Linked DNA regions of Mus musculus: region 1 is linked to region 2. A link is a contact called in public HiChIP or PLAC-seq data. All regions are on one chromosome and are shown on one strand. The core of a region is the stretch at or near the end of the contact, and the rest is flanking DNA. Distances in the headings are between cores, read along the strand shown. Region 1 holds the start of Fbxo27 (F-box protein 27). Region 2 holds the start of Acp7 (acid phosphatase 7, tartrate resistant).

Region 1 (5,393 bases), core at 1,299-3,798, 62 kb before region 2:
AGAGAAGAGCTCTCTTCCCAACTCCTCCCAACTCCTCAGCTAGCTGTTAAAAGCCCCTACTGTCACCGCTGGAGGGGGGGGTGTCGAACTCCCCTGCCCTGCATGGCAGAGGGACTTCGTCCTCAGCTAGCTGATAATAAAACCTCTTGCAGTTTGCATCAGGTGTGGTTTTCTCTCAGGATGTTGGGGTGTTGGCCAGCTCATCCCGGGACTTGAGCAGAGGCCCAGCATTGGGGGTCTTACATGGCCAGGTCCACAGACAGGCATAGGTCAAATTTGGTCACTTTAGAAAAAGCCATAGTGTAATTTAGGGTTGTGAGTTAATGTCAGTTGGCCTAGAGGCTGTGGTTAACCACAGGGGCAAGCAGCTAATTGGTTAGTCAATCCAGGAAGCTCCAATAAAGACTCTGTACAGAGAACGGACACTCTTACAGACATCTGGATACAGGCAGCCTGACTCCATGGAGCACTCACTGGCTTTGAGCTCACCTATGACATCCTTTTGCTTCAGCATCCCAAGTGCTGGGATTACAAGTGTGTGCCGTGGGCCCCAGTGCTTACTAACGGGCTTTTCCTGTGCCCAGACTCACCAGTCAGAGACAGCAATCTCCACACCACCACTGTCCAGCAGCTCTGGCCACAGACCCTTCTCCACCAGGTCCACGACCTGCTTCTTGCGACACCAGCTAGGAAGGTGAGACAGCGGTTGGCTGGTCCGTGAGAACCCGCAGGTCTTTCTTCAAGGTCTCTGACCCAGGGTGAGGGGGGGACGGGGGGGGGGGAACGGGGGACGACGACGACACGGGGGGGGCGGGGAACACGGGGGGGGGGGGCGGGGAGGGTTTTCACCTGAAGGAAGTCACGAAGCAGGTCTGTGAAGGGGCCCCAGGTACAGGTTTCCTGTTCTTCTCCACCACCCATCCATCCCCACCGTGCCGCACCATCCATTTGCGCAGGCCTTCTGTAGAGAAAAAAACAGTAGAGGCAATCGCAGTACCAGGGACGCAAAGGCTTTAGGAATGTGGTCGAATTGAAGCTGCGCCGCCCCTCCTCCACCCCTCAGGTTTGAAAAGAATCGGAAACCTGAGCAGGCAGGAAGGACGGCTCAGTGGGAAAACTTTAGCCTAATTAATCATCAGACTTCACGCAGAAATACAAGGAGAGAACTGTGGATACAAAGTTGGCCGCTGAGCACCTACCACCTGTACGCGAGACTTGAGCCTTTTAACAACACACCAAAATAATTTTAAAAAATTAAAAGTTTATGTCTGCAGACTATGTATATATGCCCTCTCTCCAGAGGCCAGAAGAAAGGGTGGTCTCCCTGAGACTTGAGTTACAGATGGTTGTGAGTCTCCACTTGAGTGTTTGGAACTGAGCTTAGGTCCTTTGGAGGAGCAGCTCTTAGCCGCTGAGCTATCTTTCCAACCCGCAAAAACAAAAAGCAAAACAACAACAAAAACAAAATATACTAACAAAATTTAAAAATTTGTAACTGCTCTTCTAGAGGACCTGGGGTCAGTTCCCAGCTCCCAAGCCATGAGGCTTAGTCTCCTGAAACTCCAGGCGCAGGGACGAAAATAAATTGTTAAAATGTAAAAGCCAATGAAACAAAAGATATTTATGTGTTGATTTTAATTGCTCTTGGTGCCTCTCTGTGCATCCTGTCTCTCAGATAGAAGATATGCTGTTTGGTCCCCTCTACCGCTCTCTTATGTAGGTCAGGTGATTCCAGCTACTCTAACTGGGTCAAGTGTGACCCCACTTCTAGCCCCTCCCTCTGCTACATCTGTAGACCTGCCTCTTGGTTTAACTCTAGGCCCCGCCCATTTCATACCTTGTGACTCCGCCCTATCCTCTCACTGGTTTCCTTCTGGTCTCACAGCCTACAAATATCCCGTGACCCCGCCCTTAATACCTTCCGGGGGATTCCTTCTTGGCTCTGTCCATTAGCATTCTTGGGGCCCCGCCCTTTGTGCTACAGTTCTCTCTTGGTCCCGCCCCTAGGCTTCCTCTAGGCCCCGCCTTCTCAGCGCCTCACCTTGGCCACAGGGGTTGCTGATGAGGTTGCGTCCTAGCGGTCTCAGTGCGCAGAATTGGCCCAGCGGGCAGGGCGTGTCTTCGTGGGCAGGGGGCAGACAGCGGCGGGCTAGTGTCAGCAGGGCGCGGCCCGCTGCGCTGTGGTCACGGGCCAGCAGCAGCAACCATAGGGCCTGGCCATCTACCAGGGCGCGCCAGGCGCGGCACACTCGGCGGCAGTGCATCAGCAGCGTGCGCGGGGGCACGTGGCTCAGTACCAGCAGGAGCAGCTCCGGGGGCAGACGGCTCAGGTCCAGGACCTCCTGGGGGTCGGGCTCCGGCGTCGGGACCCGGGTCCTGGATATCCAGGCACCCATGGTCCCCGCGCCCCGCTTGGCTGGGACTGCAGGAGAAGAGGGGTTAGATGTTAGTGATTAGCAGCCTCTGCTGCCAGGCTTTGCAGCCGTCCACCCCGAGACTAACATCCCCGAAGCCATCCACTGTCTCCCACGTCCCTTACCGCCTCTCTGTCCCCAAAGCCTACCCTCCTCCCAGCCCGCTGGTGCTCACCGGCACCCCTGCCAGCTCCCCTTCGCGGCCTGGAGGACCGCATAGCTATAGCTTTGCCTAATACTATCCTTCCCAGGCGAAACCTCTCTGAGATTCGCCGAATGTCCAGCCCTGTGGATCCAGACCCCACCTCCTTCCGGCTTAGGACTGGTGGACAGTTTAGGAATCCACCTGAGGACACAGATTAGGCCAGGGCTCTGGCACAGTCCTAGCGGTTCAGCAACCAATCCAACACTTGGAGTGACCCTAAATCCGCAGTGGACGCCTGGCATCTGGTAACAACTATTATTTCGGGTAGGCATCCAAGTGGAAGGCTCCACCCCTAAACGCCTTGTGCAGTCCGTGACCTTAATCCCAGACAATCATCCAGTCATCCGCGATTTACAAGAAAAAGCAGGCTCTAGAGGACAACAATGACCCCGCTAATCGAAAGCATCAGCTGAAGCTTACAGTTTCGAACTTCGGCAACTTAGCACATTTTAAAAAGAGATTTATCTTATGTATGTGAGTACACTGTAGCTGTACAGATGGTTGTGAGCCTTTATGTGGTTGTCCGGAACTGAACTTTTAGAACTTCTGCTTGCCCCGGTCAGCCTTGCTTGCTCTGGTAGGTTCTGCTCGATCTGATCGACCTGCTGAGTCTCTGCTTGCTCCAACCCAAAGATTTATTATTATACATAAGTATACTGTAGCTGTCTTCAGACACACCATAAGAGGGCATCGGATCTCATTCTGGATGGTTGTGAGCCACCATGTGGTTGCTGGGATTTGAACTCAGGACCTTTGAAATGAGCCATCTCGTCAGCTCCCCGAACATCTTAACACAGAAAAGGAACCGAGGCTCTTAGAGGCCGTGACCTTCCTAAGTGACTAGTAGTGTTAGTGAGTGGGTCTAGCTCCAGATTTTTTTTTTTTTTTTTTTGACAGGGTCTCACTTTGTAGGGCTGGCTAGCCTGGAACTCACTGTGTACGCAAACTGAGAGACCTGCCTGCCTCTGCCTCCTGAGTGCTGGGACTAAAGACATGTATTACTATGACCAGCTCTGTCGGGCAGTGGTGGCGCATGCCTTTAATCCCAGCACTTGGGAGGCAGAGGCAGGTGGATTTATGAGTTTGAGGCCAACCCGGTCTCCAGAGTGAATTCCAGGACAGCCAGGGCTAAAAGAGAAACCCTGTCTCGAAAAAAAAAAAATAGTTTTATGTGTATGGAGGTTTGCCCGCATTTATGTCTCCACCATGTTTGTGCCTGGTATCTGGGGAGGTCAGAGGAGGTATTTTCAGGATTCCCTGGAACTGGAGTTACATGTGGTCGAGAGCACCTGTGATGCTAGTTAAACCCAGGTCCTTTGGGGAAATTGGCCATCTATCTCTCCAGCCCTACTTTTCAACTGAGACTCAGGTAGAGCCCATGCTGTCCTTGAACTCACTAAGTAGCCAAGCATGACACTGATCTTCTACCTCTGGAGAACTGGAATTGCAGGCAAGTGTCACCATACCCTGTTTATCTTTTATTTTAACCTGTGTAAGACTCCGGGGAGCCCCTGAGTGAACCACGTGGAGCTGGGATCGATGCAAAAAGCAAGAGGAATTTATTGTTCCAGTGCACTGGGATTGTCCCAGACCCGAAGGAGAGGTGGTGACCCCCAGCATCCATTCAAGGAGTTTTTATATGGTTTCCAGGGGCAGAGCATCAGCAACTAGGCACAATATGACTGGCAGAACAGTGCACCCTTTAAACTGATTGGTCTTTAGCGAATGAGGTAACAAGGACATCCCTTGTCTGAAGGTGGGCAGTAGTCCGTCCTGCGGAATGTGTCCCTACCTGCAGGTCGGTTCCTGCCCCGTGGTCAGAGGAATGTTAATTAGCCTCTCCCCTCCGGAGGGGCAAGTGTTTCAGGACCTTACCAATGTCCCTGAGCTGACCTTTTCACCTGTTTGTCAGCTCTGTCCAGTGAGCAGGAGGCATGCTACTAAGTATCAACGAGAGCAGGAGGCATGCTACTAAGTATCAATGAGAGCAGGAGGCATGCTACTAAGTATCAACGAGAGCAGGAGGCATGCTACTAAGTATCAACAAAGAAAACTATATCTGGCTTCTGTGCTTGCGCACTGAGCTTGGTTTATAGAGGGAGACACATGACCAATAAAATAGGCAGACATGATAAGCAACTTGTGTGCATGTCTGTTTCTGTGTGTGTCTGCTTGTGTTTAATGTGTGGTATGTCTGTGTGTCTGTCTGTCTGTCTGTCTGTCTGTCTTGGGCAACTAATTAAAAACTCTTACCTGGGCATGGTGTGGATTCCATCTATTTGGGGTCTGAGGCAAGAAAATCTTACATTTCAGGACTGCCTGGACAATTTAGTGAGAGCCTGTCTCAAAATAAAAAGTAAAAAGAGAGCTGGAGAGATGGCTCAGTGGTTAAGGGCACTGGCTGCTCTTCCAGAGGTCCTGAGTTCAATTTCCAGCAACCATATGGTGGCTCACAACCATTTATAATGTGACCTGGTGGACAAGGGTACATACATATGTGTACACACACACACACACACACATAAAATCTTTTTTAAAAAAGGTAAAAAGAGACCTAGCTACACAAATCAGAGGTAGAACGCTTCAGTAGCATGGAAAAAAAAAAAAAAAAAAGCCCTGGGTTCAATCTTCAGGATGGGAAAGAAATGAACAAGAAAAATAGAGTCAGGTCTGTGTGTGGTGGTGCACACCCTTATTCTTAGTGCTCTGGAGGCAGAGGCCAGCCTGGTCTACAGAGTGATTTCCAGGGCAGCCAGGGCTACACAGAAAGACTC
Region 2 (6,194 bases), core at 3,398-5,897:
CTCCAAGAGCTACTACTACACACCCAACAGAATGACTAAAAATAAATTGCCTGACAATGCCAAGTGTTGGCAAGGATCTGGAGCAATGGAAATGTTCCCACATGAATGGTAGGAAGTGAAGAAGTGACTGCAACTGCTTTGGGAAAACTTCTGTTAGTACTGATGTAACATAAAGACACACAGATGGCCGGGAGTGGTGGCACATGCCTTTAATCCCAGCACTTGGGAGGCAGAGGCAGGCAGATTTCTGAGTTTGAGGCCAGCCTGGTCTACAGAGTGAGTTCCAGGACAGCCAGGGCTACACAGAGAAACCCTGTCTTGAAACAAACAAACAAACAAACCAAAAAAAAAAAAAAAAAAAAAAGACACACAGATGTATATACACACACATACATCATATATATTACACATATACACACATATCATATACATTATACATATGCATATATACATACACACATCATATACATTACACATATACACATATACCATATACATTATACATATGTATATATATATGTATATATACATATACATATACACACATACATATACATCACATACATTATACTCATACACATGCACACACATACACATACATATACATCATATATTTATACATATACACATGTAAATTCATGTGCATATGTATATACATATGCATCATATACATTATACACATATGTATATGCACATATGCATACACACATATGTATATACATCATATACATTATACATTTACATACACAGACATTTGCACACATGCATATGCATATATGTCATATACATTATACATATACATACACACATACATAGTATACCTATATTTACAAGCCAGACATTCTCTTTGCTCTATACCTAAAAGAAATGTGTATAAATGTTCACCTACAAAACATAAACAAGAATGTTCAAAGCAGTCCTACTTGTAAGAGCCAAAGTCTTGAATGTATAAACTCCCATTTTTACTGGCAGCTAAACAGTGGTGCGCTCATACAATGGGGTACTCCTTGGCAAAGAGAAGGAATGGATTGCATCTCTCTGCCCAGGCCAGATAAATTTCACAATGATCACTCTGAGAGGGATATCAGGCACAGGAGTTCATATAACATTCCTCTACTAGAGTCACATGCACAGAGAGGCAAAATGAAACCATTGTGTCCAAGGAGATATCTTCATGTAGTAACGTCAAGGGCTGGCCAAAGTCAGTACAGTGACTTCCTTTGTGCAGAGAAAGACGTGGTGCCAGGGAGGGCGTGTGGAGAAGGAAGCTGGTAAGATCCGACTCCCCCCCCCCCCAGAGGGCAATGAGTTCACAGGTATGACCTACACTGGTTAAGTAAAGCCCTCTGTGGTTTTCATGGGATTTTCTTTTTATGATGAAATAGTTCATTAGGATTGTTTGTTTGTTTGTTTGTTTGTTTGTTTTTCAAGACAGGGTTTCTCTGTATAGCCCTGGCTGTCCTGGAACTCACTCCGTAGACCAGGCTGGCCTCGAACTCAGAAATTCGCCTGTCTCTGCCTCCCAAGTGCTGGGATTAAAGGCGTGCGCCACCACCGCCCAGCTCATTAGGATTTTAAAACGACTTAGGAAAGCAGACCCATTATTACCTCTTATCTTCCAGACTGTACATATCTTGGGTATCATGGTAATTGGACGGGTCTTTCTGTAGGACACATGCTCTGCGCCAGGCATGGTTCTAAGTGGTTCCTATCTGATCTAATTTGATCCTCCGCGACAACCCCAGGTACTTACTATTGTCACCCCCTTTAACAGATGGGGAAACTGAGGCACAGTGAGGCCAAATGATTTGCCAATGGTTGATGCACTAGCTAGATTTCAACACAGGACAGCTGGGCCCACAGTAGATGCTCTGTGCTCAACCTAAAGATTTCAGCTCCACAGGCTCTGAGACCTCACCCAGCACAGCAGCCTCCTCCTCTCTCCTTCCCTCTTTCTTTCTTTCTTTCTTTTTTTCTTTCTTTCTTTCTTTCTTTCTTTCTTTCTTTCTTTCTTTCTTTTTTTTCCAGGATCTCATAGAGTCCAGTCTCTTCTCAAACTCAGTATATATAGCTGAGATTATTTTGAACTAATCTTCCTCTTTCCACTTCCCAGGTGCTGGGGTTACAAGGGTGTACCACCACACCCAGCTTCCTTCCGTCCGTCCTTCCTTCCTTCCTTCCTTCCTTCCTTCCTTTACTTTTGTCCTTTGAGACTCTAGCCTAGAGTGACCTAGACCTTACTAGGTTGCCAAACCTGACCTTGAGCTATTAATAGCAGCAGTCCTCCTGCCTCAGACTTCCAAATGTTGGGATTATATCACCAGACCCATCTCCACATATGTGGTTTCTTTTAAATTTTTAAGCCATGTTTGTTTGTTTATTTATTTGGTGGGGCTGCGTGTGACTGTGGGTGTGTGAGTGCCACAGTGTATGCCCATGGAGGCCAGAGGAGTCCGTTTTCTCCTTCCACCTTGGGGGCCTTGGGGATGGAACTCGGCTTGGCAGCAAGTGCCTCGACCTGCAGAGCAGGGCTTAGTGGAGCTCAGGAGGACAGACACAGCACAGAATTCAGCACATCCTTCTACCCCAAGGAGGGCAGCAGGAAGTGATTGCCTGACCAGGGCCTGGTCCCAGGAACCCCACAGCATGCTTCCAAATCCCACTACAGTCCTGCCGGGGACCCAAAGCATTTACCAACAGCTCTAGACCAGGAGAAGCCAATCCCTGCCAGGACCCTGCTACCTGTCAGTCATCTCTCCTAATGAAGCTGCCACTTAGAACTGAAAGGTCTGCTTCTCCCAGCTGCCTGTGCTGCTGAGGTGCCAGAACTTTCCTAATAAGGCTTTCCTCTGAGGGGGAAAAACCCCCCACAAAGTGGAAAGCAAAGCTTCCAGGTTAACTGTTCTTTTGGATCTGATGCTAGACTTGACGTTTAATGAACTAAGGAGTCAGCATGGCCTGCTGTGCTGGTGACTGCAGTCCCAGCACACAGGAATAGACGGACTGCAGAAAAGGCTGGAGGCTAGCCTGGGATACATAGTAAATTCCAGTCCAGCCTGGACTACATTTCAAGACCTCTCAATTTAACGCCCCCCCCCTCTACTCGGACCCACCAAAATACAAACAAATTCACAGATATACAAATAAATAGATCTAATAAAGAATTTAAAACAAACAAACCAACAAGTCAGGCACTGTGGCACGCGCCTGTAATCCTTGCATTTGATAGGCTGAGTCTAGAAGATCAGGAGTGCTGGGCAGTGGTGGCTCATGCCTTTAATCCCAGCACTTGGGAGGCAGAGACAGGCGAATTTCTGAGTTCGAGGCCAGCCTGGTCTATAGAGTGAGTTCCAGGACAGCCAGGGCTATATAGAGAAACCCTGTCTTGAAAAACAAAACAAAACAAAACAAAACAAAACAAAACAAAACAAAACAAAACAAAACAAAACAAAACAAGATCAGGAGTTCCAGGCTAGCCTCAGCTATGGAGTAAGTGAGTTCCAGTCTAGTCCGGATTACATAAAATCCTGTTTTCAAATAAACAAATGAGAAAGCACATGTGTTTCCGTATGACACACTTGCTTTAAAAATATTTGGCTGTCCATAACTTGGTGGCATAAAAACAGGAGCAGCCAGGAGTCACGTTAGGTTTGCAGTAGGCATCCTTTGCATAAAACCCGGCTAAGATGCTTCCATTCTGGAAGGCCACCAAGAAAAATAACAAGAAGAGGTTTTGATTGTGGCTGCTAGAGTAGCGGTGAGCCAGAGCTGAAATTGATAAAGAGAGTTGTTTGTGGCGTTCTGCTTTAAGATAGGGTCTTGTTAGGGAGCCTAGCTGGCCTCAGGTTCCTGGCCTCCTGGTCCAGCCTCCTACAGATTGGGATTAAGGGGTGTACCACTACGACCAAGTGATTATTTTATCTTTGAGACAGGCTCACACTCGTTACTGTGTAGCCCTGGAACTCATCGCAGAACAGGCTAGCTGGCTTTGAACTCATAAGGACCCTCTGCCTCCGGTGTGCAGGAGATAAAGGGCGTGCAACACTAGCCCCAGATCCGAGTGATTTATCAATTATTATTATTATTATTATTATTATTATTATTATTATTATTATTACATTTTAAGCTGTAATGAAAAGGGGTAGGGAGTTCAAAAATCCTAAAGACCGGGGACTCCCGCCCCGAAGTCAGACTCCACAAGCTCCACCTCCAAAGACCTAGAACTGCTTACAAAGCTAAACTGCAGAGTCATCGCACAGAAAATGCGTGTAAGACAGAAAACCTCTCTTCCCCCAAGAACGTGTCTGCTGTGGATCTGGGAAACCCTAAGCGCACTTTGCTGAAGGCCTCTTCAGCATCTAGACAGCTCAAATTCCACTTGTTCCCACCTTGACAGGGGTGTGGGGGGGGTGGGGGCGGCTCTGGACTTGAACTCGGTTCTTAGGGTAGCACACCGGGGTATGTGCCAGCCATCTCCTCCTTTTTTACAGGTGAGAAAACAGGCTGTAGCGAGATTGAGCAACTGCGCCTAGGGCACCGGGCTCACAAACACCATTGTCACCAGGGCCTTTGGAGTTTGTGTTTTCCAGGATACCCTGCGGGGGTCTGAGGGAGAGTCCCGGCTCTGGGAAGCAGGAAGGAGCTGAGAGGAAGATGCTGAGGGCTCAACGGAGATGGATGGGAATCCCAGGATCGCGGCCTCCCTTGGGACTGAGGGTGGGTTTCTGTCACCAGGGGGTCTCCGCAGCTGGGGCGGTGGGACGCCTGGGGACAGGGCAGCCTTACCTGTCCCGGCGCTAACCTGCTGTCTGGCTCGGAGGTGGCGGCGTCCCATGCTTTTCTGGGTCCCCTCTTTCTGCGCCCCACCCTGAGGGGGGCGTGAGGGTGGGCGTGGGGCGCCAGGGACCGGCCGGACCTGTGGGACACGGGGCTCGGGCTGTCTGGGGAGCCCGTCACCTGAAGCAGCCGGCTCTTCCGGGGCTGGGACACCTGTGGGCGGCGGGAGCCTGTGTCCCTGCAAGCTCATAAATACTGCAGCGCATCGGTGGCCGAGAGGACCGTGAGGGCGGCTGGCGCGCCCCTGAGGGTGAGCCGGCGTCCCCTTCCCGATTGCGCCCCCCACCCCACGTCCCAGCTCTCGACCTTCGGTGGACGGTTCTTTCAGACCCGAGGCACCTGTCCAGGTCCCGAGGGCAGGTGGACCGAACTTCAGAACCTCAGCTGGCCTGGGAGCTGAGGAGAAACCGGGGTTCAGGCAATGCAGGTTCAGGGCTGGAGAGGCAGCTGGGATGAGGATGGAGCCCGGGGAGGAGAGAGATCTGAAGGCAAGATGGGATGTTGGGGAGGGGAATGAGAAGAAGCCGCTCCAGGCAGGTGGAGCTAATGAGAAATCTGGGAGTAGAGTTGGAGTTATCGGGTCCGGAGGAATAAGTGGAAATCTGAGGATGAATTAGAGAGGCTGAGGGTACAGTGGGATGCTAAGAATCTGGAGAATAGGTCGCTAAGAGAAGACAGAGATGTTGGGGATGGCGTTGTCAAAGGCATCCCCGCCCCCCAGCCTCCTAGCCCCCTCCCAGGATCAGGAGCCTGGGCCGGAAGGGTTCAAACTCAGCTGCATCTCATCCTAGCCTTGCCACTGAGTCACTCGGTTGCTCAGTTTCCTATATGTGACTGGGTTGGTGATGTCTGTCGCCACCACCTCATAGGAATGCTGTGAGGCCTCCTGCCATTAATCTATGCAAAGTGCTGAGCAGCGAGGCTCAGAAACCTCATTAATTATTCTCTCACCAGCATCTCCTTCACCACTCCCCTCAGAGACGTTTCAGTCATTCAGTCTTCCTCCCCCACAGACATCCTGACAGACGGACACACGGCTCTGCCTGGCATCGGTCCATTCTCCATCCTCTGTGGGACCCACCAGCGGAATTTGATCACATCCCTGCATTCCACTCGGCTTCCCACCATCCCCTTTCTTCCTACCATGAGCCCCTTTCTTGGAGGCTGGCTCTTCTTCTGCATGCTCCTGCCTTTCTCCCCGGGAGTCCAGGGAGCCCAAGAGTATCCTCATGTTACACCAGAGCAAATCCATCTGTCCTACCTGGGTAAGTGTTCCGGACCCCTCACCTCATTCTGCTGCTCTTTCTTCAGCCTTGAAGTCCACTGTTGGGTGAAGGGCTCAGTTTGAGAAGCCCAGG

Evidence for each region. HiChIP or PLAC-seq counts read pairs in DNA pulled down with a chosen protein or histone mark.
Region 1: a contact with region 2 is called in an H3K27ac HiChIP or PLAC-seq map of embryonic stem cells, with 10 read pairs. The contact joins the promoter of Fbxo27 here to the promoter of Acp7 in region 2. A contact is called at or near these places in 1 of 39 promoter capture datasets (HPC-7-derived erythroid cells), 3 of 484 Hi-C or Micro-C datasets (B cells, nephron progenitors and round spermatid), 6 of 115 datasets of contacts at active chromatin or transcription factors (double positive thymocytes, embryonic stem cells and trophoblast stem cells) and 4 of 9 other capture datasets (adipose tissue, embryonic stem cells, liver and 1 more).

Annotation. Positions count from the first base shown.
Region 1 is chr7:28,690,299-28,695,691 of GRCm38.p6, reverse strand. It overlaps Fbxo27 (F-box protein 27), which reads right to left and starts at 2,548. Exons shown (of 5, transcript NM_001163702.1): 1 at 2,042-2,548; 2 at 850-961; 3 at 591-686. The coding sequence starts at 2,396.
Region 2 is chr7:28,629,366-28,635,559 of GRCm38.p6, reverse strand. Acp7 (acid phosphatase 7, tartrate resistant) reads left to right here and starts at 4,647. Exons shown (of 13, transcript NM_175319.5): 1 at 4,647-4,716; 2 at 5,850-6,101. The coding sequence starts at 5,981.